Regions from separate parts of the Mus musculus genome. Here all the other regions are linked to region 4. Evidence: chromatin contacts called from public Hi-C, HiChIP or PLAC-seq and promoter capture Hi-C data. All regions are on one chromosome and are shown on one strand. The core of a region is the stretch at or near the end of the contact, and the rest is flanking DNA. Distances in the headings are between cores, read along the strand shown.

Evidence for each region. Hi-C and Micro-C count contacts between places; a contact is called where the count stands out from the background. HiChIP or PLAC-seq counts read pairs in DNA pulled down with a chosen protein or histone mark. Capture Hi-C pulls out chosen DNA fragments and counts their contacts.
Region 1: a Hi-C map of uterus shows a contact between it and region 4, with 3 times the contacts expected there. The contact joins the enhancer-like site here to the promoter of Rad23b in region 4. A contact is called at or near these places in 12 of 39 promoter capture datasets (the 3T3-L1 cell line, 3T3-L1-derived adipocytes, the C10 cell line and 7 more), 2 of 484 Hi-C or Micro-C datasets (bone marrow-derived macrophages and uterus), 20 of 115 datasets of contacts at active chromatin or transcription factors (acute myeloid leukemia, bone marrow-derived dendritic cells, bone marrow-derived macrophages and 10 more) and 1 of 9 other capture datasets (adipose tissue).
Region 2: a contact with region 4 is called in an H3K27ac HiChIP or PLAC-seq map of differentiating embryonic stem cells, with 7 times the contacts expected there. The contact joins the promoter of Actl7a here to the promoter of Rad23b in region 4. A contact is called at or near these places in 11 of 39 promoter capture datasets (the 3T3-L1 cell line, 3T3-L1-derived adipocytes, the C10 cell line and 7 more), 1 of 484 Hi-C or Micro-C datasets (bone marrow-derived macrophages), 14 of 115 datasets of contacts at active chromatin or transcription factors (the 230-238 cell line, astrocytes, bone marrow-derived dendritic cells and 5 more) and 1 of 9 other capture datasets (liver).
Region 3: an H3K27ac HiChIP or PLAC-seq map of the NIH/3T3 cell line shows a contact between it and region 4, with 6 times the contacts expected there. The contact joins the enhancer-like site here to the promoter of Rad23b in region 4. A contact is called at or near these places in 2 of 39 promoter capture datasets (3T3-L1-derived adipocytes and hippocampal neurons) and 4 of 115 datasets of contacts at active chromatin or transcription factors (the NIH/3T3 cell line, fibro-adipogenic progenitors, neural tube and 1 more).
Region 5: a Hi-C map of epidermal suprabasal cells shows a contact between it and region 4, with 2.5 times the contacts expected there. The contact joins the enhancer-like site here to the promoter of Rad23b in region 4. A contact is called at or near these places in 6 of 39 promoter capture datasets (the 3T3-L1 cell line, 3T3-L1-derived adipocytes, hippocampal neurons and 2 more), 1 of 484 Hi-C or Micro-C datasets (epidermal suprabasal cells) and 17 of 115 datasets of contacts at active chromatin or transcription factors (the NIH/3T3 cell line, acute myeloid leukemia, astrocytes and 12 more).
Region 6: a promoter capture Hi-C map of liver shows a contact between it and region 4, with 7 times the contacts expected there. The contact joins the promoter of Elp1 here to the promoter of Rad23b in region 4. A contact is called at or near these places in 7 of 39 promoter capture datasets (the 3T3-L1 cell line, embryonic stem cells, frontonasal cranial neural crest and 4 more), 13 of 484 Hi-C or Micro-C datasets (CD4 T cells, CD8 T cells, CD8 central memory T cells and 9 more), 27 of 115 datasets of contacts at active chromatin or transcription factors (acute myeloid leukemia, astrocytes, bone marrow-derived dendritic cells and 17 more) and 2 of 9 other capture datasets (adipose tissue and liver).

The regions. Positions count from the first base shown.
Region 1 is chr4:56,681,017-56,684,665 of GRCm38.p6, forward strand. All of the region lies in intron 5 of Gm34687 (a long non-coding RNA gene), which reads right to left. Among named protein-coding and RNA genes, the nearest start is that of Gm26144, 3.8 kb to the left of the region's middle. Within about 2 kb of position 1,360, at least 1 of the 459 cell types and tissues checked has an H3K27ac peak or open chromatin away from gene starts, as enhancers often do. A contact at or near this core is called in uterus, where this site is marked.
Region 2 is chr4:56,741,998-56,745,399 of GRCm38.p6, forward strand. Actl7a (actin-like 7a) reads left to right here and starts at 1,425. Exons shown (of 1, transcript NM_009611.3): 1 at 1,425-2,928. The coding sequence starts at 1,478. The coding sequence ends at 2,800.
Region 3 is chr4:56,608,219-56,611,779 of GRCm38.p6, forward strand. No RefSeq gene overlaps it. Among named protein-coding and RNA genes, the nearest start is that of Gm26144, 69 kb to the right of the region's middle. Within about 2 kb of position 2,188, at least 30 of the 459 cell types and tissues checked have an H3K27ac peak or open chromatin away from gene starts, as enhancers often do. A contact at or near this core is called in the NIH/3T3 cell line, where this site is marked.
Region 4 is chr4:55,348,773-55,352,453 of GRCm38.p6, forward strand. It overlaps Rad23b (RAD23 homolog B, nucleotide excision repair protein), which reads left to right and starts at 1,270. Exons shown (of 10, transcript NM_009011.4): 1 at 1,270-1,655. The coding sequence starts at 1,590.
Region 5 is chr4:56,491,171-56,494,640 of GRCm38.p6, forward strand. No RefSeq gene overlaps it. Among named protein-coding and RNA genes, the nearest start is that of Gm34628, 15 kb to the left of the region's middle. Within about 2 kb of position 1,456, at least 40 of the 459 cell types and tissues checked have an H3K27ac peak or open chromatin away from gene starts, as enhancers often do. A contact at or near this core is called in epidermal suprabasal cells and pancreatic cancer cells, where this site is marked.
Region 6 is chr4:56,800,231-56,803,722 of GRCm38.p6, forward strand. It overlaps Elp1 (elongator complex protein 1), which reads right to left and starts at 2,101. Exons shown (of 37, transcript NM_026079.3): 1 at 1,929-2,101. It overlaps Abitram (actin binding transcription modulator), which reads left to right and starts at 2,099. Exons shown (of 6, transcript NM_001081420.1): 1 at 2,099-2,496; 2 at 3,366-3,417. The coding sequence starts at 2,382.

The DNA of each region.
Region 1 (3,649 bases), core at 110-2,609, 1.3 Mb after region 4:
AACTAGATCACAACCTCTCACCTGTACAAAATCAGCTCCAGATGTGAGACCCAAAATACTCCAGAAAGGAGGGAAGTGTAGGGGAAATGCTTCAAAATACAGGCACAGGCAAGGACTCTTTAAATGGGTTTTCAGTCACTCAGAAAAGTACGGTACCAACTGACAGTCAGACCCTCAGAAGATCAAACTGCAGAGCTTAGGAGGCGGTCGGGTGAAGAGACAATGACTGAATCAGAAAGGAAACCTTTGCTAGCGAGCAGGAGCCTGCATGTGCCCACTTCCCCTATCCCCAGTTCATAAGCCCGGTGACTCAGAGGATGGCAAGGCCTGCCTCTGGTCTGAGTGCAAATGCCTGCAGTGTGTGCAGAAGCTAGTAACTACAGCTTCCTCCTGCTGTGTGTTTACAGCCTGGGACTGCTCGCCTACAGAAACCTCCTATAGTCCAGCTAGCCCCACGCCCTATGCTGGGCATAATAAAAACCGAGGTCCCAGAGTGCAGTTGTGTTATTGACACAGTTCCACTAAGGTTCACACAGCCTGTCTGATAGAAGCTTTTCAGTGACCCTGTGTCTCTCATCTCCATCCCTCACTCTTCCTTCTTCTCGGGACACATGGCCTAAGACACTTCTTCTTCTAAAAAAAAAAAAAAAAATCTATTTATTTACTTACTTATTTATTTGTGTACACTGTAGCTGTCTTCAGACACACCAGAAGAGGGCAGCCCATTCACGTTTCCACACTAGGCCATGTTGGACGTGGCAGATTATTAACTCTGAGGGAGACAAGTGCTTACTAACACACAGTTGTGGGAATGGCAGTGTAGCTCAGTGGTAGAGCAAATGGTTAGTATGCACAAAGCACTGGGTTCAATGCCTGTGATGGCGAAGGAGAAGAATTCAATGCTACCATGACTGCATCTCGTGTTGCTTTGCTTAAATGTGTGGTCAGGCCCCCCTGTACACTGGGGACATTGCCGCAGATGTTGCCCTGTCTCCAGGACTGTTCCATCTCTGCCCACTGGGGCCTTGTTTTATACTCATGTGCAGGTTTGCATGGCTGGTCCTCACATGGCAGAACCCACAGACACCCCACACCCCACTCACCCCCACCCCCATTAAAAGCTGAGCCTAGCGGTGGCTTACAGAACTGTGGATCTGTCCACCAGTCTGGGTACTAACTCAGAAAAGCACAAGTTTTCCCTTTTTCTTTTTCCTTTTTCTTTTTTCTTTTCTCTTTCCTTATGATATAGGCCAAAGCCTCTGACACTTGGGGCTTCCCTTCCTCCAGAGCACCCTGCTCTTTCCCTACACAGATGCTTGGCCTGCCGCCATTTTGCTAACCTTCATGCCTAACTCATAAGCATGACTTTCTCTCGTCCTCCCTTCTCCCCGTCTCTCCCCCAGCAGCTGCTGAGACTTAAAGCATGCCTGCCCTGTTGTTGTTTTTCTCTGAGACTCTAATAAAATTGTCCATGAGCTTCCAAAAACAAAATTGAGCCTAAGTGAATTTGTGTGTTATTTTCATTAAGGATCCTTTGAAACGTCTGGGCTATGAACATCCGAGTTGGCCATCCATTCATGGTGGGGGATAAGAAAACAGACACTTTGCACATGTCACGGGTGGCTTAGTGCATATGCACCACTGATGACTATCTTGCTCAGAGTGAACTCTCCAGTCCAGGTAGCCCTGGAGAAGAACAAGGGTGAGACCTGCAAATGCTGACATGACCTGTGTTTCAGAAGTGTCTTAGCAGGGCTGGAGAGATGACTCAGCGGTTAAGAGCACTGACTGCTCTTTCAGAGGTCCTGAGTTCAATTCCCAGCAAACACATGTTGGCTCACAACCATCTGTAATGGGATCCGATGCCCTCTTCTGGTGTGTCTGAAGACAGCTACCGTGTATACACATAAATAAATAAATAAATAAATAAATAAATAAATAAATAAATCTAGAAGAAGAAAAAGGAGAAGGAGGAGGAGGAGGAGGAGGAGGAGGAGGTGGTGGTGGTGGTGGTGGTGGTGTCTTAGGCCATGTGTCCCGAGAAGAAGGAAGAGCAAGGACTGAAGATGAGAGAGGCAAAGACATCATAAGTCTCGCCATCATGGCTGACCACGTGACCCAAGGGATAAGACTAAGCTCAGGGTGACTGCCACAGTTTCTCTTCACACACACACACACACACACACACACACACACACACACACACACATACACACACACACACACACCACAAAGCCTGCTGGCTGGAGGGAAAAAACCCATAAAGTTTTGGGGGTGTCTCCTGTCTTCCCAGACCACCAGCACAGCTCATCCTGTCTTCACTTCCAATTGTTTGTGGTCCTAGGCTCATAAACTCCAGGATTCCTGTTACACTTCAGCATGCCACAGTTTGCTAGGAAGCAATGATTGAGCTCCTACTGTATACCAGCTGCAACTCTAAGCCCCTGAAACCCTACTTTGTCAAAACTGCTGCTGGGTATACCTCCCTAGAATGTCATCCATGCCCTGCCTACCAGGTTGGCAGCCTCAGCCTGCACAGCTCACACTGGAGATGGCATTTTTAGGACAGGTTCCTATGCTCCATTGTGGGGGGAAGGACTTATAAATGAAACTAAAAGCCAGGGCCAAGCCTAGAGACACACGCTGGGTCACCATGAAGCTGTTGTATGGCATTGTGCCAATCTTTACTGCCAGCAGAGATGGTCACATGAAGATGTCCACCAGAGTAACTCACCTGGGCTGTGTGCTGTGTTTCAAGCACTCCCCCACTCACAATCCTCCCCAAAGACAGGCAGTGTTTAAAGACAGGTACCCGGTACATCCCAATCCTTCCCTCACATGTCCCCATCAGTTTCTAAAAATGCATTGTTCCAGTCTTGACATTTGTGTCCCCAGCTCTCTCCTGTCCATGAGCCCTCTCCCTGAAGTCAATACCAAATGCCTGTCAAATGTCAGAAGGCGGTGTGCTTATCCTAGTGGCTGGACCGCTGGCTTCCACAATTGTGCTGCTATCCATTGCCTTTTTACAGTGTGTGCTCACCTCTCCTAGCAAATGGAATAAATGCCCAGAACACCGGACGATTGCACGGGAGACCCACAGACCCCAAAGCCAAGGACTGCCAGAGTGCTTGATGTGGCCCTGCCTTGCTCAGCAGAACAGCTTGTTCCAAGGCTTAGAATCTCTGAGAAAGCCTCTATGTGGCTTCCAGGGTCACACTGCCACACACTCATAAATCACAGCAGCACGTCTTCCGAAGCACCTCTTCACAACTGGAATTTGTGCAACTCATGTGAGCCAGAGAACTGGGCTTGTGGGCGTGGTCTTCTGTTGGTAAGTAGAAAGATGTCAGTGCTAGACCAGTGTTAGCAAATGCCACGGGCTGAAGGAGCTGAAGGGGGTTGCAACCCCATAAGAAGAACAACAATATCAACCAACTAGAATCCACCCCCCAAAAGCTCCCAGCGACTAAACCACTAACCAAAAAGTACACATGGAGGGACCTCTGGCCCCAGCTGGATATGTAGCAGAGGATGGCCTTATCGCGCATCACTGGGAGGGGACCCCCTTGGTCCTGTGGAGGCTCCATGACCCAGGGTAGGAGAATGTTAGGGCGCTGAGGCAGGAGTGGCCAGGCGGGTGGGGGAACAT
Region 2 (3,402 bases), core at 175-2,674, 1.4 Mb after region 4:
TGCCACTTCCTGAAAGGAAGGAACCCATCACCATAGTGTCTCTCTCGCATCTAGCACAGGGTTCAGGGTAAGGTCTAAGATGAGACATAGGTTAGATTCTGGGTTCTGCTCTTAGTGTAGAGGTTCAAAGAGTGACAGTTCTTTAACTGAAGTTCATCCAACACCAATTAACCAGGTCTAAAGACCGCTGCACTAAGTGTGGTGAGTATGGGATTAGTGTGTCCCACTGGAATTAGATGGTAAAGCAGCCTCAGACATGCATGTTAGGTGTCAATACGTGTGTGCAACACATGTTGAGGCTGTCTACTCCTGGATGTCATCTGTACACCGGAGCCTGTGTTCCCCTGACTTCAATGCACACTCTATGACCCTAATGAAACCTATGTTCAAAAATAACTCTTCTCAAGGTTATGTTCTCATCACCTTAGTGCCCAGTGAGGCAGCAGGGCTTGCCAGTTACTACAGCAACAGTAGACCTTAGTAAAAAAAAAAACAAAAAACAAAAAACAAAAAAACTCAGATAGTGTCAACCTGTTCTAATTTCTCTAGTGCTTTCTAACCCTGCCCACCTAGAGTGAAGTCCTTATAAGAGCCCACAGCCTGATGGGACCTGTTAATTCTCCCCACCATACTTACTTCTCCCACCCACCCCATCTAAACTTCCATGTTCTTTCCCCTGGTCACACTGGTCTTCTTGCAGATTGTCTCAGTTGGGGTCAGCAAACGTGTTCTCTCAGAGACAAGTCACATTTATTTTCATTCAGCTTTTGGGCCAGTCTTTGTGATGTTGAACTGTTTCTCAGGCTCACCGGCAATCCTTAAGGGAAAGAGTACCACTGCTCCAATCAGTTTATATACTAGCACAGGCTGGAGCTGGCTGTGTCCTGCTAGCCCCTGCACTAACTCACCAGCCATGGGGCTTAGTCCTCTGCATCTACATCCCTAGCACACATGTCACCTGGTCACCTCCTTCAGCTCTTTACACAACTATTGCCAGCTCAGGGAGGCTAGCCTACGCCACGTCAGCCTGGCCAATCCCCACCCTCTTCTCTTCTCTGATTTGTCTCTATAAGCTTTTCTAAATACTATTTTTTTGTTGTTGTTCAACAAATATGTTGTGTTCCCCCCTTCCCCCCTCGACACCCCCCCTTCCTGGTGCACACCAACTAGAATGTAGACCAGATAAGGGTGGGGTTCTGTTGCTTTTTCATTGTGGTATTCCTGGCTGCTTTGCAGAGGCACCCAACAATTATTAACTGAGCGAATACATCAATCTTTACTACAAAACTGGGGGTGGGACTGGAAAGATAGAATCTCTAATGTACCCTAACTCTAGTCTCCAGTGTCTAGAAAGCCTTTGGTTGCTGAATTATGTCACAATCAGTGATGTCACTGTTGGGCAGATTCTCAAGCTGTCCTCTGATTTAAGTCTTTCAGGCCTTGTAGCCAGCAGGATCGAGAGCTTTCTGAGAGCAGTATGTCTCTGGATGGTGTGTGGGCTCCACAGACAGCAAACATTGGGGACGGACCTGCCAAGAAAGCTAGTGACCAGGCCTCCATGCAGACACAGGTCCTCCAAACCGCCTCCCTAAAAGATGGCCCAGCAAAAAGGGCGGTATGGGTCCGTCGGGACAATGCTGAGACAGAAGACCCTGTTAAGTCAACTATGTCCAAGGATAGGCCAAGACTAGAGGTAACCAAAGCAGTGGTTGTGGACCTGGGCACTGGCTTCTGTAAATGTGGCTTTGCTGGCCTGCCAAAGCCCACTCATAAGATCTCAACAACAGTGGGCAAGCCCTACATGGAGACGGCCAAGACGGGGGATAATCGCAAAGAGACCTTTGTGGGGCACGAGCTCTTTAACCCAGATATACATCTCAAGCTGGTCAACCCCCTGCGCCATGGCATCATTGTGGACTGGGACACAGTACAGGACATCTGGGAATACCTCTTCCGACAGGAGATGAAGATCGCCCCAGAGGAACACGCGGTCCTGGTTTCAGACCCACCCCTGAGTCCTCATACCAACAGAGAGAAGTACGCCGAGATGCTGTTTGAGACCTTCAACACACCTGCAATGCACATCGCCTACCAATCCCGCCTGTCCATGTACTCCTACGGACGCACCTCTGGCCTGGTGGTGGAGGTTGGACATGGTGTGTCCTATGTGGTCCCCATCTATGAGGGTTATCCTTTGCCCAGCATCACGGGGAGGCTAGACTACGCAGGTTCTGACCTAACGACCTACCTGATGAACCTGATGAACAACTCTGGAAAACACTTCTCTGAGGACCATCTCGGTATTGTGGAGGACATCAAGACGAGGTGCTGCTTCGTGGCCCTGGACCCCATTGAAGAGAAGAAAATCCCTGCCCCTGAACATGAGATCCATTATACCCTGCCTGATGGGAAAGAGATCCGTCTGGGTCAGGAGAGGTTCCTCTGCTCGGAGATGTTCTTCAAGCCATCTCTAATCAAGTCCATGCAGCTGGGCCTCCACACCCAGACAGTGTCCTGCCTTAACAAATGTGACATAGCACTCAAACGAGACCTCATGGGGAACATCCTGCTCTGTGGGGGCAGCACTATGCTCAGGGGTTTCCCTAACCGTCTGCAGAAGGAGCTGAGCAGCATGTGCCCCAACGACACCCCCCAGGTCAATGTGCTGCCCGAGAGAGACACTGCAGTCTGGACTGGTGGGTCTATCCTGGCCTCACTCCAGGGCTTTCAACCACTGTGGGTCCATCGCCTGGAGTACGAGGAACATGGGCCTTTCTTCCTCTACAGAAGGTGCTTCTGAGCAGACACAGCATGCTCACCGTGGTGGCAATGCCAGCTTTACTGTGTGAGGGCTGAACCTTCTACAAGTGGTGTTGAGTTGGCATGTTCATTTCTGTAGCATTAAAAACCCCTCGTGTCTGTCCCCTTCCCTTCAGAGTGTCTATTTCCTGACATAGTAAGAGCCACATGAATGTATGCATCACTTTAAAAAAATACAAAAGCCTGGGCGTGGAAGGGGTACATGAGAGAATCACATACACTATGCTAACGGCTCAGAAAGTCTCTCACGGGAGCAACTCGCTCTAGCACTATTCTGCCCTTGGTGCTTCCCACTGTAGGAACTTTGTTGTTAAAACATATGTAAGGAAAAATGTGATCAAAACAAATGAAGAGTAAATGATGTGAAAGGATAAAGAGACTCTCCATGCATAGTTCCCTACAGAATGCTAAACGAGTTTATTCTCCCATAAAACAGCACTTATCTCAGCTCAGTGTTCTTACTAATTGAGGTGTCAACACAGGCTGTGATTTTTGTTTAAAAGCTCGCTCTGAGAACTTGGGACTGCACTCAGGTCCTGAACACCCAGTTTAATTGCCAGTTAATAAAGACTTTCTGGCTTG
Region 3 (3,561 bases), core at 938-3,437, 1.3 Mb after region 4:
CCTTAAGCCAAACTTCCTCAAGTTCATGCATGGAGTATGACTGTGCATAGAAAAGACTGTGCATAGACTTTTCACAATCTTTCACTGCTTTAACCAACAGCTTAAACTCTCACTGCATTAATTAAGCTAACAGTAATTTAGCTACACTCCACGTTGGTTTAAGCGTGTATCAGTGAGAATTTGTAAGAAAGCAAGGCCTCAAAAGCCAAGCCACGGCTTCTCTGATACAGCTTTCGAGCCTTCTCAGTGTGCCCTTATCTCCCTGTTTCCTGTTCTCTTTCACATATATGAAGATCTCTACTGCTAGTCTGTCCAGAGGACATCCCCTAGAGCAGGGGTTATCAATCCTTCTAATGCTGTGAGCCTTTAAGTTCCTTGTGTGATGACCCCCAAGCATAAAATTATTTTTGGTGCTACACTGTAACTCTAATTTTGCTACTAGGATGAATTACGATGGAAATTTATGGTATTGCTGATGGTCTTATGCAACACCTTTAAAAGGATCATTTGTCTTCCCCCTCCTAGAGGGGGGTCCACGACCCACAGGTTGAGAACAGCCGCTCTTCTGATTCCTGGGCCAGGCAGAGGCCTCTCTTGCTGGTGGTGAGAGCAGTCCATTCCAGGCTTTTGCCCAAGGCCATTTGGTGAGTCATTGGTGAAGACAAAGTGCCCAGCCTGCAAGGTGTGGCTGCTCTAGATGACAGGCCATCTGTCAGTTTTCTCCTTGATTCATTCATTTTCAAGGGCCAGAACCATGACAACATTCATGTTTCTCATTGGCAAGGCTCATTAATGACAGCAAGCACCGTACAAGGCCTTCCATGCAAAAGGTGAGAGATATGAGTTCCTGTTAAAGGGGAACGCACTGCATAAAGCCCAGCCATGCGCGGAGCCAATGTGTGCTGTGAGGTCAGAGGCCAGTAAGGTGTGCATTCTATAAAGAATGTCTGAACTTGCCAGATCTTGGGGAAGTTGGACTTCTCCCAAGAAGAGTCTTGCCCTGACTCTTGATAACTGTCAGCACGTCTCACAAAGACAGGAACTCTTGAGATAGAGGTGCCAAGCAGCCGGGAACCATTAAGGCTAAAATTCAAGTTGCTGAAGGAAACTGGAGCCTGGGTTCTTCTTTCTTCTCTGAGCAGAGTCCTGAGAATGCAGGGGAAGAATGCCGTTAATGTGAATGTGCTCCAGGCCTGGATAGCATCATTTCACGGAGGCAGTAAACTGCAGCACAAGGCTTCTCGTTGACATTTTGTACTACATCGTTCACTATGAGATACCGACCAAGACCTCTGGCCTCTACTACCTAGGTACCAGCAGCATCTCCTGCTGGTGACTATGACAACACTGTCTCAACATTGCCAAATGTGTCCTAGAAGATAAATTCATCCCCACTGGAGAACCAGTACTACAGTGGCTAAAAGTGTGGGATCTGGAATCAAAGAGGGAACTTACAAGATATATTAATTACTCTGATCCTCCATAGCCTTAATGGAGCTAAATATGCTAAAAGCAGAGGTTAGGGGAACTAATGAAACGGGCTCCATAGGACCCATGACACTGAGCCAGGATGGCGGAAAAACAGCATTCAGAAACATATCACACCTGCATGTCAGAAAAAGAAAATAAGGCTCAGGGATGTAAGAGAAATCCCACAGCAGTGAGCAGCCATGCTGGGGTGTTACCATTGCTCTATATAGTTCCTAAAAAGTCCCAGAACCGCTGTGTCTGGCCTCATCCTGGACTCTGTGATTAAAGAAGCGAGAAGAGAAAAATCTATGTACCATATCACCAGAGTCAGCAAAGTAAGCAAGCTCACAGCCCAACCAACAGGTTAGTAATGTCTGCTGTCTGCAACACCTGGAAGAAACGCAATGGCTCTCAGAGGTCAGCACCTGACCCAGCCCAGATCATACAGTCAGAGCACTCAAACAGTGTCCTCAATGATGTCAACCCTCTTCCAACCTCATCACGCTGATTAATTCATCAAGCAAACGGTAGGCATTTTTAGCAACAGAGGCTACTACAGTGGTGCCCCTAACCCTGACCTTGCAAGGCAATATGGGCTGGGACTTCAGCCGTAGCATACTTGTAGAGAAGGAAGAAGCTGATGAGCTTCACACAGCCTGAATCAAATCTCTTCACTCAGAAGCACATGACAGGCCAGGACAAAGCATGCCAGCAGTCACGTTATCCACAGCAGTGTGGTGAGAGGTTAGCACACCCAGGTCTCTAGCGTGGGGCTCCTTGCTCAATGTCAGAGACAATTAAAACTTACTCAGCATGAATAAGCAATACGAATGAGTAAGCAAAAAGAAAAACCCAAGTGCCACAGTTTGTCCTTTTCCTTGAAGATGCCAGTTGCCTAAGAAGGGACAATGATCCTCGCAACAGACAAACGGGTTTTTTTCTCACATGGAGCAAGCTATTTTAACTTCCCTGAATTTCACATAGGGAGTGTACTCACTGCTCTCATGTTCATAATTCCCTCTAGTTAAATGAAGTCACCTGCATTATGGCTGTGTCACCGTGAACCCTCAGGAGGCCCCAGTAACTTGGGCCTGTTTCATGTGTAGGACCTGACCCCTGCTAAGACAATGGGGAGGACCAAACCCCATAGTGGTCCTTTAGGAACAACTTCAAGGAGTATTTTTAATCCATCTCTGGTAGAGAAGACCCAAGCATTGCTCAGAGTGTGGGTCTCAACCCAGGGGGATCTTCTGTGGAAAGATCTAAAAATACAAACCTTTTCCCCTACCCCAGAACAGCATCCATCTTTGAACACGGCACCTATGTTATAATAATTACATCACCTGATTCTGAGGCTCAAGTTTAGAAAACACTACCAAAGGTGGTCTTCTCTTTAACCATCCATTCCATTAACTCATTCAACAAATATTTATTGAGCATCTACTCCCTAATAGCTTTGCCACCAGATGACAGGCATACAGGACTGAATAAAAGTGGCACTGGTTTTTGTCCATGCAGACATGGGATTTGGTGACCACTTTTGAACATAAACCCACAAAGGAGTTTTAAACATATCCTTATTCCTGGCAAGTAGGAGAGTATAGAGTCCCACAACCCTGCACAGCATTTAGTAAACCTTGGGATTACTCTGGGTGACAAAACAACAGAAACGGAGTGAGGATTGCGTGACGTCACCCTACATTTTCACAGTCCCTTAGACCACCCTAGCACACTTTGCCCACTTGTTTATTTACATTGCCATTTTTCCCAACCAAAATCCGGAGCTCCTTGAGACCAGGCTTTCCAAGGCTCAGCCTGGCACCTGTGGCTTACTCAGTAGTTGCTGAATGAAGGCAAGAAGGGTTAAACCCCAAATAGCCTGATAGCTTACCCAGTGCTCTTAGAGACCGTAGAATGTCTGAGACAACCCTGGCCTGGGGAAAGGGTCCTTGTCTGTCCACAGCCCATGTCAGCAGAACATCTACAAGCAGAAGCCTAGGTGACTTCCCAGTTTCCCTCAAGGAAGTTGCCTCTCTCCGGAAGTCCTGCCCTATGGGTTGGAGGAGGGCAGGAGAAATTGCAATGGAAGGA
Region 4 (3,681 bases), core at 20-2,519:
TCACTGTGGTCTGATGGTAACTGCTTTTTCTTCTTTTTAAGTCTAACAGGGGTCACTGCACTATTAAGAGGCAGCATACAGACAAGCACCTAAAGTGTCACTTACTATTGTGGTGCTTATTACCCGACACCTCTGCACTCTGGTCTTATCGCTGTGTAAATAATCATACAGCTACAGCCAAGCACTTAACTTTGTGTTCCTGACTCTAAGACTTACATGCATTATCCCACCCTCTCCAACCACCAATTAGCTGAGTGACATCTCACCCTTACTGCCAAGGAACCAGAAGCACGTCTACCTATTTTTCTAATATTTACCTTGTACCTACAATGTGCTAGGCTTATTCTGTAGGCTTTGGGGCACAACGTGGGCAAAACAAAATGCATGCCTCTGTGTAGCTTCAGCCTGGGGACCAGAAAAAGAAGAGAAGACACACACGCTAAATACACATAGTGTAGAGTACCCAGAAGGTGATGAATGGTTACTGAGACAAGTGGAGCTGGATAATGAGATCCGAATAAGATACTTTAAGTTGGATAGGCAGGATAGAGTTCAAGAAGGCGACATTTGAGCAAAGATTAAAAGGGTCCACGTGCAAAGGAAAGCAGCGCTTGGGGTGAGGCGGGGGGGGGCGGGGGAAGGGGGTGAGGAGAGGCAACCGCCTAATATCTACCACCAACACCTAAACGAAGCAAAACGATAGAGGGAAAGGCGTGACACAACTAGGCCTCCTTCTTAAATCCGCCTTTCTTTAGAGGTGGGAGGTCCCAAGGCTGGTGAGAGAACACAAGACTGGCAAGCAAGCAGTCCATGGCTGAAGTCAGTCTCAGAATCAGGGAAGCAACCGGCATTACACATGCTCGACTGGCGATGTGCGCCCCTCCTGGGCCGGCCCTCGGCAATCCTTGCACTAAGGCTCCGCCCGCTCCACCGCCCTCAAGGTTCCGCGCTCGCTGAGCCGCAGCCACTGAGCCGGGACTCCACGTAGCCGTTCCCCGGCTACGGGTTGCGCAACTCGCGCCGCTGGGCGGAGCCTGGATGTAGGCGGAGCCACTGCAGGACCGCGGAGCGGACCAGGCCTCCGCGAGCGCCTCTGCTTGCGAAGTGCGCCTGCGCACGCCGGTGCCGCGCCGCACGATATTCCAGCCCCACCCATCGCCCCGCCTCCAATTCCCGGGCGGAGTTCCTGTTCACGCCTGCGCACTGCGTCGCCGCACCCTGCGCCTGCTCAGATCGCCCGAGTCTGGCCCCATCCTCCGGGTTTTTTTCTGGTGGGGGAGGGGTCACGTCTCGGCGAGTCACGGTGATGGCGGCCACCATCCTGTGGTGAGGTAGCGGGTTCTCTGCGTCTCTCGGGGAGTCCCTCGCGCCTCCTGCGGGCCCAGTGGCTGGCGCGTGAGGAAGCACCGCGGGTCGAGCTTACCGGGAAAGCCGCGGGAGCGAGCGGCGGCGCGGCCAGGGGAGACGCGGGGCCCGGGGTGAGTGCGACTCCGGGCGAATGTGACAAGCCCCCCCACCCCCACCGCCTTCCTCCCGAGAGCGCGAGGATCGCGGCCACCCCGGGGCGGCCAGGCCCCGGCTTAGGCACCATGCAGGTCACCCTGAAGACCCTTCAGCAGCAGACCTTCAAGATCGACATCGACCCGGAGGAGACGGTATGCGCCGCCGGGTTAGGGGAGCGCGGGCCCGAGTCGGGGCGGCGCGGGAGGGCCCCAGAGGGGCGTCGGGTCACCGCCGGCTTTGTGGCCGACAACGAGGAAGGCCCGGGGGCAGATGGCGTGGAGCAGCACCGGTCCGCGTGGGCGCTGGTGGCCGCGGCCCGGAGCGCGTGGTCGTGGGGACGGAGGGGGAGGGGAGACCTGGCGGCCTGGGCGCTGGAGCCGGGCCTGACGTGCACAGGTGGGGGAGGGAGGGAGACCCAGGCGAAGCCACCACCCTCCGGCGACATGGCTAGGTGCAGAGGTCTAAGGGGCCGGTTACCCAAGACGGTGGGCCTTAAACGCGCCTAGTTTTGTCTGCAGCCGGGAGGGATGGTGGGGGAAAAATGAATTTTTTGGCCTCTCAGAAGGAGCCCTTTTATTTATGTCTTATTTTGGATTAGTTTTTACGATCCTTCCCCTCGCAGCCACTGAACCCACACCCACAGGTGGATTACGTTCTGAGGCCACGTTGGTGGTGAAGAATTTTGCATTAGAAACCTTCAGATCCGGATTTAAATGCGTTCTTTCGGTCGTCTTGGGAACCTGAACGCTCCTCGGACTCCTAGAATAGTAGTATTTGAAGGGAGGGAGAAAAATATAAAAACTTGGTGTTCTACAGTTAAAAAGCCGACTACTACACTTAACGAGTTCACGTGATAAATTCTAATGCAGTGGTCTCCGGTTTTGCCTGTAAAAAGATCTGTGTTAACTTTAATACAACTTTATGTCAGGAATCTAAAAAATGTCATGCGAATAAAATTTTTTCTCACGTGGAATTATGACGCTATGTCAATAGATTACTGCATATTTGTGTGGGGGGGTTTCCTTCTTCTTCTTCTTTTTTTTTTTTTTTGACTGATTGAGTTTGTAATTGAAACAACCAGGACGTGGTGTTAATTAAATAGATCCGAGATCCGAATTCTATTTGTGGCTCTATAACTCGTTTTCTACAGCGGGACAAACTACCCTGTTTGATTTTCTGAAATGGGAACTGTACCAGCTGAGATGGTGAGGATTAAATGGCATTTAGTTGATTTCTAAATAAGGCCTACTATGTAATCAGTATATGTTTGTGTGAAGACATGGTGTTTTGTTTTACCTATCACATCTAATATTCTAAAGTCTCCTTCAATCTTTAATAAGAAGCCAAGAATTCCCAACCTTTTTGAAATTGTGGCACAAAATAATTTTATAAGAAGTTATTTAATTTCCAGATATCTGCAATAATTCTTGAAAGTATAGAAAAACATTTACATGAGAGCTCTGCAATCTTCACAGAAGCAGTTGTTAACAATTAGTGGACAGAGGCCCTGTAGAATCAAATTTCTTCCTCACCCCCCCCCTTTTTTTTTTCTTTAGGCTTTTGAGACAGGGTTTCTCTGTGTATCTCTGGCTGTCCTGGAACTCAACTCTAGCCCTGGCTGGCCTCAAACTCAGAGATCAGCCAGCCTCTGCCTCCTGAGTGCTGGGATTAAGGGAGTGCACCACCATTTTCTTCTACTACTTAAAGTACAGGGCTGGGATATCAGACAGGTGTGAGACCCTGAGTTCATCTCCAGCACCTTCAAAAGGAGTCACACAGTCATCTCTTAAGTGATGATATGCAAATATGTAAAATGCCTCCTTGGCATTTGGCTCAATGCAGGTGATAAATGATGAGATAAATTGTCCTTACTCTTTGGGCTTTTAATTTATCCCAGAAGCACTAAAACATGGAGAAACATGTTTTGCTTTATTTCTTAATATATGAATGTGTTAGAGTTGTTCAGTAACTTCACACTACTGAAATACACACACACACACACACATACATACATCTGCTGTTATTTTGAGCTAATACTTCCTAACTGCACTTATTGTTTATAACTTTACAATTATTTACAGGGGGTGTAATAGTTTACATTTTTAGAAATACATGTTTGGTCTTTTGTTACTAGAACAAATGTAATTTGTTGCTATTACTGTAATGTAAAAACTAGTA
Region 5 (3,470 bases), core at 206-2,705, 1.1 Mb after region 4:
ATCTTACAACAGTCGCTCTGTCCAGCTGCATCCATTTCCCAGTATGATTTTCCACTGACCTCTGTTTGTTTTAAAAGAATGTGAGTCTGAGGCTGATTGATATTTAAAAAAAAAAATGAAGTTCAAACTTAAGATTCAGATAAAAATGCCGTTAATTTGTTCACTATTAAATAACTATTTTGACCTTCTGTTATATACCAGGAATTGTCCCAGATATTGCCTCAGATTTAATGAGTGAGTTGTTCCTTGTTCTAAAAGAATTTGAGGCAGGTTTAATAATTCAGTACCATGAATATCAGCCTTAAGAAAAACAAGGTGACACCAGGTAGGCACACACTCGCACACAAGCACGTGCACACACACACACACACACACACACACACACACAGGTACACACATGCACACATAGAGAAAGAGGGAGGAAGGGAGACAGGGAAGGAGGGAGGGAGAGGGAGAGAAGGAGAGGGAGAGGGAGGGGGAGAGGGAGGGGGAGAGGGAGGGGGAAAGGGAGAGGGAGAGGGGGAGAGGGAGAGAGAGAGAGAGAGAGAGAGAGAGAGAGAGAGAGAGAGAGAGGAAATCAAGTCTATATTTTAGTTATTTGCTAGAGATGGCCCACTAATTTACCTTTGAGCTTCATAGCAGGCAATTCAAAGAAAAAACCATGATCTATTTCAAAATTTTCTGTCTGTAAGACGCAAATAGCATCAAAGCTAATTCTTTAAACTACAGAAACTTAATTCAACAAACATTTGCTCACACCTACTCTGAACCAGGCCCTAAGCCAGGTATTAAAATGAGCAAGATGAGTAAGAGCCGGCGTGTGCCCCTTAACTCTTCCCTCGGCACACACACTGCATGTCAGGGATCGCAGGCTGCCAGTGAGGATCCCTCCTACTCCTGAGCATGCCCTGTGGCCCTGCAGAAACAGAGGATGGAACAACCTTCTAGAGGTCCTCTACGCTTCTGAGAAATTCTAGTGGTGGATTAAAGTGGTGATCTAGAGATGAGAGGATGAGGACAAAACATGGGGCTTTCTCTGAAGCTCGCCGATACCCTCCAGCTGTCTCTGAGCATCTGGAACAAAGTCCATAGCCTTGTAACTAGTTTCATAGGATTCGTTATCAAAAAACTAGTTTGTTGGCTTTTGATGATACCCTTGACTAGTGAAAACCATTCGACCTCCCAGCAAAAGCAGCCCCACCCCACCCCCGTCCAACACGAAATGATAGATTCCAGGCCAAGTGAGACTAACCTCATCTAGCAGATAGGAAAACAGAACCTGACTGAGAAAGGATGCTGTCCACAGAAGTGTAACTGTGCAGCTCCTTGGAGGGACTGTTTCCATGGTCCTCACTTTCCAAGTGAAAAATCTCATCAAAGCCCATTAATGAATGAGTCATGGAGTAAGTGACTAGCTCCATGCTCGAGGCTACGCAGGACAGAGCAGGGACTGAGCTGCAGCAACACTTCTGACGTCTCTGAGCCTTATTTAGGATTTCAAATACTGCCTCCCCTTGGATCTGGGGCTTCCCAATCGCGGTTTGTTCGCATGTGCATCCTCAGCACCTGCCTCATGTCATCAGCAGCAATCACAGTGCACTACTTCACACCAGGGTCCGGCAACCCAGGGCGGACACCCTCACTGGACAAAGACTCTGAGGAATCTCAGGACACTGGGGCACACAGGGATTGTTGATAAAGCAGGGATGTTTGCGCCCGACTCTGAACCTTGTGAGTCTGAACGGCAGGTGGTTCTCATCGTCAGTGACGGAGAGCTATGGTCTCACTTATTACATAACCAGACTCTGGCCCTGCTCCAAGCTGAAGCCTCAAGTCACAACAGAGACCTGAATCCATTGTTCTAGAACCTGAGCTCCAAGGGGATGCCCTTGTCAAGCCTTTTGCTATGGCTGTCCCAGGCTATTCTTCAAAACAGCAGCCCAAGCCCTTTTCCTGTTGACGTTAAAACACTGCCATCTAGCGTGACTCTAAGAGAATTATCCAAGTCAGCTGCCCCGGCTTACTGAGAGACACTGGATTGGGTGCAAGACTTTCAATCCTTTGCACTGCTTGGATGGCCACTACTTGCAAAGTATCCAGTGATTCTTCTCCTGCCGTGTTTACAATTCCATGATTGTATTTGCCCAGAGCTCAAGTTAGGAATGAACCCAGACACATAGGATTAGAAAGATAGCTTTGCAGGCTACAAAATCCACATGTGACACCCCTGGCTCAGCCACGGGTCAGACACCCCACTTTGGACATGTCATTTCATTTCCCAAGGTAGCAGTTATTCATCAGAAGATAAAGGGAATTCTTTGGCCTTTGACATCACCAGGAAATCTTTAAATTAGTGAAACCACTAGTGTGTCAATTTGCTGTAAACAAAGTTGTAGAAATAAATGTGTGTGTGTGTGTGTGTGTGTGTGTGTGTGTGTGTGTGTGTGTGTTAAATACATGTGTGAAGATAGCAAAATGCCCTTGGAAACGGGTAGCTCTTTGATGCAATAAAATTCATATCCCACTGAGAAGAGGACACTGGACTGACTGAAAGCAGAAGCCTGAGAGGAGATTATTTGAGTCTCTTCAGGGGAATTTAGCCAATATCATTTGGAGAATTCTGTGGGAAGATATGTTCTACCCACCAAGATCCAAAGTGTAGCCTCTATCCCAGAAGCCCAGGGAAAAGGCAAGCCAGGAATCTGCAAAGGAAGGGGCCTCATGAGAGTGCCCAGTGCAGGCTCCACTTGGGGCTGGACATTCAAAGAGTCATGCAACTAGAAACCCACAGATACCTACCTGCTCATTCTACGATTTATTTTAAAAACCTAAGTTAATGTTATAAGGAAGGCCAGGCAAGCTGCTGGCAAGCATGGTTTTCTAACTTTCATTGATTATACTGGTTTTAAACAGCTAAGAATCTGGTGAAGGAGACTCGAATGGAGTCTCGGAAGTCCATTGAGCTTCCTTCAGAACACCAGTGGGTCTTGGTCAACTGTAGCGTGTGGAGATTCACCTTAAAAGCCACTTCTGAAATGAGCCCCAGAGAAAAGATCCTGAGTCCTGATCACAGGACGGCTGCCAGGAATTCCTGCTTTTATCTTCTGCTTCCAGGTGATTCTACCTCAGGGGGATCCAGATAGCACATCGAGAATCTCGGTCAAGAAATCAGTCTCCTGGACTTTAGTGGTCCAGCCACCTATTCTTATCTAAAGGGATAAGGGGGGCAGAGAGCTGACGTTTGCTTCCCACTCAGCAAAATAGCCACAAGTCTTGGAATCAGGCAGTAGGTACAAGTCAGAACGCAATGACTTTACCCAGCAGGTGAAAGGATAGTCAAGATGTAAACACCAAGCACTGCATATTTATAGTTAATTTTCTCTGATACTCCCTAAGGGAGGAGAGGCATCCATTGTCCCCGTCTCATCCTACGGAAGAAAGAGTTCAACTTTCACTCCTCATTACTTCTG
Region 6 (3,492 bases), core at 851-3,350, 1.5 Mb after region 4:
ACATTGAGAAGGGTTCAGGAAGGAGAAAAGTGGTTAACGGAATAGGGAGTACTATTTAATGTGAACACACCAGCACATACACGGCTACACTCTCGCTTCCTAAAGCATCTAGCTTTACGTGGGGCTAATCTGCAGGTTAATTTACAACATGTTAAACCTGAAGACATCATCAAATGATAACTATAGCATATGCTATGACCAAATGTTGCCATGATCCAATTACCATGACCGACATCCCTCTCCATGAACCTGTACGCTGGCACTACCAGGGCCAGCCTCATCACTGCCACTCCAGAGGTAGGAGCATTAATCAGGCACGCTGTATCCCCAGACACAGAAATCCAGCCCCAGGCTTCATCCTGAGTTTCTGAGCCTCATTCTCAGTCTAATCCCAGTGTTACAGGGCCTTTCTATGAGGTGTTGGGTCCTGATGATGCCAAAATCTGCCCTAGTGTTGCTCCCTACCCATGGGAACTGCTTCCTTCCACTTGCCTTCCAAATTACTTGTTTTTCATTTTTTCTTTTTCTTCCTCCTATAGCAGTTTAAGTAATTCTTCATAATAATCCTGCTGAAATACTGTCTGGCCTCTACTGGACCCTGACTGATAAAACACAGCAAGGCAATCTGAGTTTTTAAAAGAATTACCGAGTTCAGGTCTGGAAAGACTGCTCAGAGGTTAATGAACACTGGCTGCTCTTCCAGAGGACCTGAGTTCAGTTCCCAACACCTACACAGCAGATAACAACTATCTATAACTCCAATTCCAGGGAACCCCATGCCTTCTTCTGGCCTCCATGGTCACTTGGTAAAAAGGCAAACTCATTAATCTCTCTAATGCCCCAATTCTTTTAGCATGAAAACCGACTTCTCTAAATTGTCATTCTGACACTGCTCACTCATTTAACTTTTTGGAGTTACACAGTCCTGTAGTTTTCTCAATGCTTTCAAAGTTAGGAAACATCTTCCAAATGTTTCTAGGATCATAATCTGCTAACAGCCTTCCTTTGGCACCTCCAACTGCACCTCCCTTGACTCCACCCACACATGTTCTAAGAGGTGCTTTCATACAACTTTGATCATGTCCCAAAATTCTGACCATTGATCCACTTTCTCCCCTACCTTCAGGCTTGGTAGCTCACTAAAGGGAAGATTAGATAAACCTATATACCTTGTAAATGAACAAGACCAAACTAAACATTAAACTCACATTAAAATCAATCCTGATATTATCATAAGCTGACCCTTACAAGCATATGAAATGCAACCTGAAAAACAGAGAACCTGCTGATCTCTTATCAAATAATAGCTCATCCTGGCTTGGGACTTATTGTCATCTCTGTTTCCACAAACTAAAATTTGTCTTTGTCTCTTTTTCTTTCACTTACACATCGAGATATTTGCTGGTTATATATCATGGTTCTCAATACGCAAACGAATCCTTTACACAATACCTAAGATCCGTTATGTGACTTACAACAAAACCTTGCCAAATGTTAGGCCCTAAAGACAAAAGACTATAAAATCACAGCCATCACAGAAATCCCGGCTTAGGTACACCAGGTAGGGAAGCACGAGATACACTACTTCATAGAAAAGTCCCAAATGCGAGCGAGAAGGGACCCGCAGCACAGCACAGAGGCCTCTATTTACCTATCACCTTCCACGACAAGCTGGTAGAGGTTTTATCTACACGCTACAAGGAAACCCGCAATTGGGGTACCGGACCCTCATCCCTCGCAGCGCCCCAAGACGGCCCCGGGGAAAACGTGTACAGAAAGCATCCGAAACTCGAAGAAAGAAGAGGTCCACGCCCGGCCCGCCGGCGCGCGCAGGCAGAAGCGCGTGCATCTCCCCTGCACCAGAACAGCCCTGGACAGCAAGACCAGGCCGCACACAGCGGCTCGGACTGGGACGGGCGAATGCTCACCTACGACGCCCTCGAGGCGGCTCCGAGCCCTCACGGCGCACTGGGTTTGGAAAGGAACCGCCGATGCACACGGGAGACGAGAAACACGATCCACTGAAGGGCGAAACACGCCAGGTAGCACCAGAAAGGCGGCGCGGACGTGGCGTCACCCGCGAGGCGCGCTGAGTGACGTCACCGGGTGGGTGTGGCCAGACGCGCCTCCTCAGGAGCTCGAGGGTGCTCAGAGGGTCCAGGGGATCGGGGAGCCCTCACCCGGCAGAGGCAGGACCTTGCTGTCTGCTGTCCCTCAGCTCTTTGACACCCGGTTGTTTTTGCCCCACAGTTGGGCTTTGGCCCAGGATCACAGGTGACTGGGGTCGGGGAGGGAGTTTGGCCGCCAGCCGGGGAGTCGCGCGCGTGCGCACGACACCAACCGGCTCCCACGCGCCGGAACTACGCTCCTGGACTAGAGGGATGGAAGAGCTCCGCTGCCCCGAAGCCAAGCTGGCGCCACCAGAGGTAGTCATAGCTACCGAAGCCCCGCCACCCTCCCTTGTGGATCGATACTTCACTCGCTGGTATAAAGCGGGTAAGTGCGGGATGGTGGTGAGCTCCGCTTTACCGCACGGGTGCAGGCACTTCTGCCACGCGATGCAAGCCACCCGTGCTCTTCCCTGAGCATCCTAGTCCCAGGAATACAGATTTGCGCTGATGAAGAGCTAAAATAGGCGCTTTCCTTCGTGGGAACCGCAGCGCCATGTGTGGGTTGTTTGCAGGAAAGGACGTGAACTAAACTAAGGAACTCCGCGTTGGTCTATCTGGGCTTTCCCCACACTACTAAGGGTTGGTGTGCTTGGAGGGATCAATCCTACGCCGAACCGGGAAGAAACCTTAGGCATGGAGAGAAAAATTAAGAAATGTTAAGGAAGCAGTATCTAGTGTTAAGAAGAAACTGTGCATATTGTCCACTGGACGTTTGAAATAGGCTTCTCTGGTGTTCGTTCTGCCAAGAAAATACCGATACCACCTTTGGGGATCCTCCTCTAGCCTCTATTTTAGCCTTTTTAAATTCAGGGAAACCGGTAGACCCACATATAATATTTAGGATAAGCATCCTAAATTCTCTTTAGGACTGAATTTAAAAAAAAACGTGTGATTTTTGCATACCATCAAGACAGCCTCACAAAACACCACCATAATGTCAGCAATGTGGCGCTTATAATAGTGTTTCTCTAGGTGTACTCATTTTAAAGTGACAAGATGGAGGAGCTAAGAATGTTACCTGCCTTAACACTGAGTAAAGGATTCTATGTAAATTAGGCCACTTAAAATACTTCATAGCCTTTATTTACTTTGCCCACTGTGCTCAGCTTCGCAATGAACAATCTTCATGAACCAAAGGAGGTAATCACGTGGTAAATGCCAGTTCAACAACCTGCGACTCATTTATTCCTCTAGATGTTAAAGGAAAACCCTGTGAGGACCACTGTATACTCCAGCACTCCAACCGGTAAGCAAACCGGGAATCTTAAACTATCAACACTTTCCTTCTGGTAGCTAGCCTGGTGCGGTCTTGGGTCGGGTA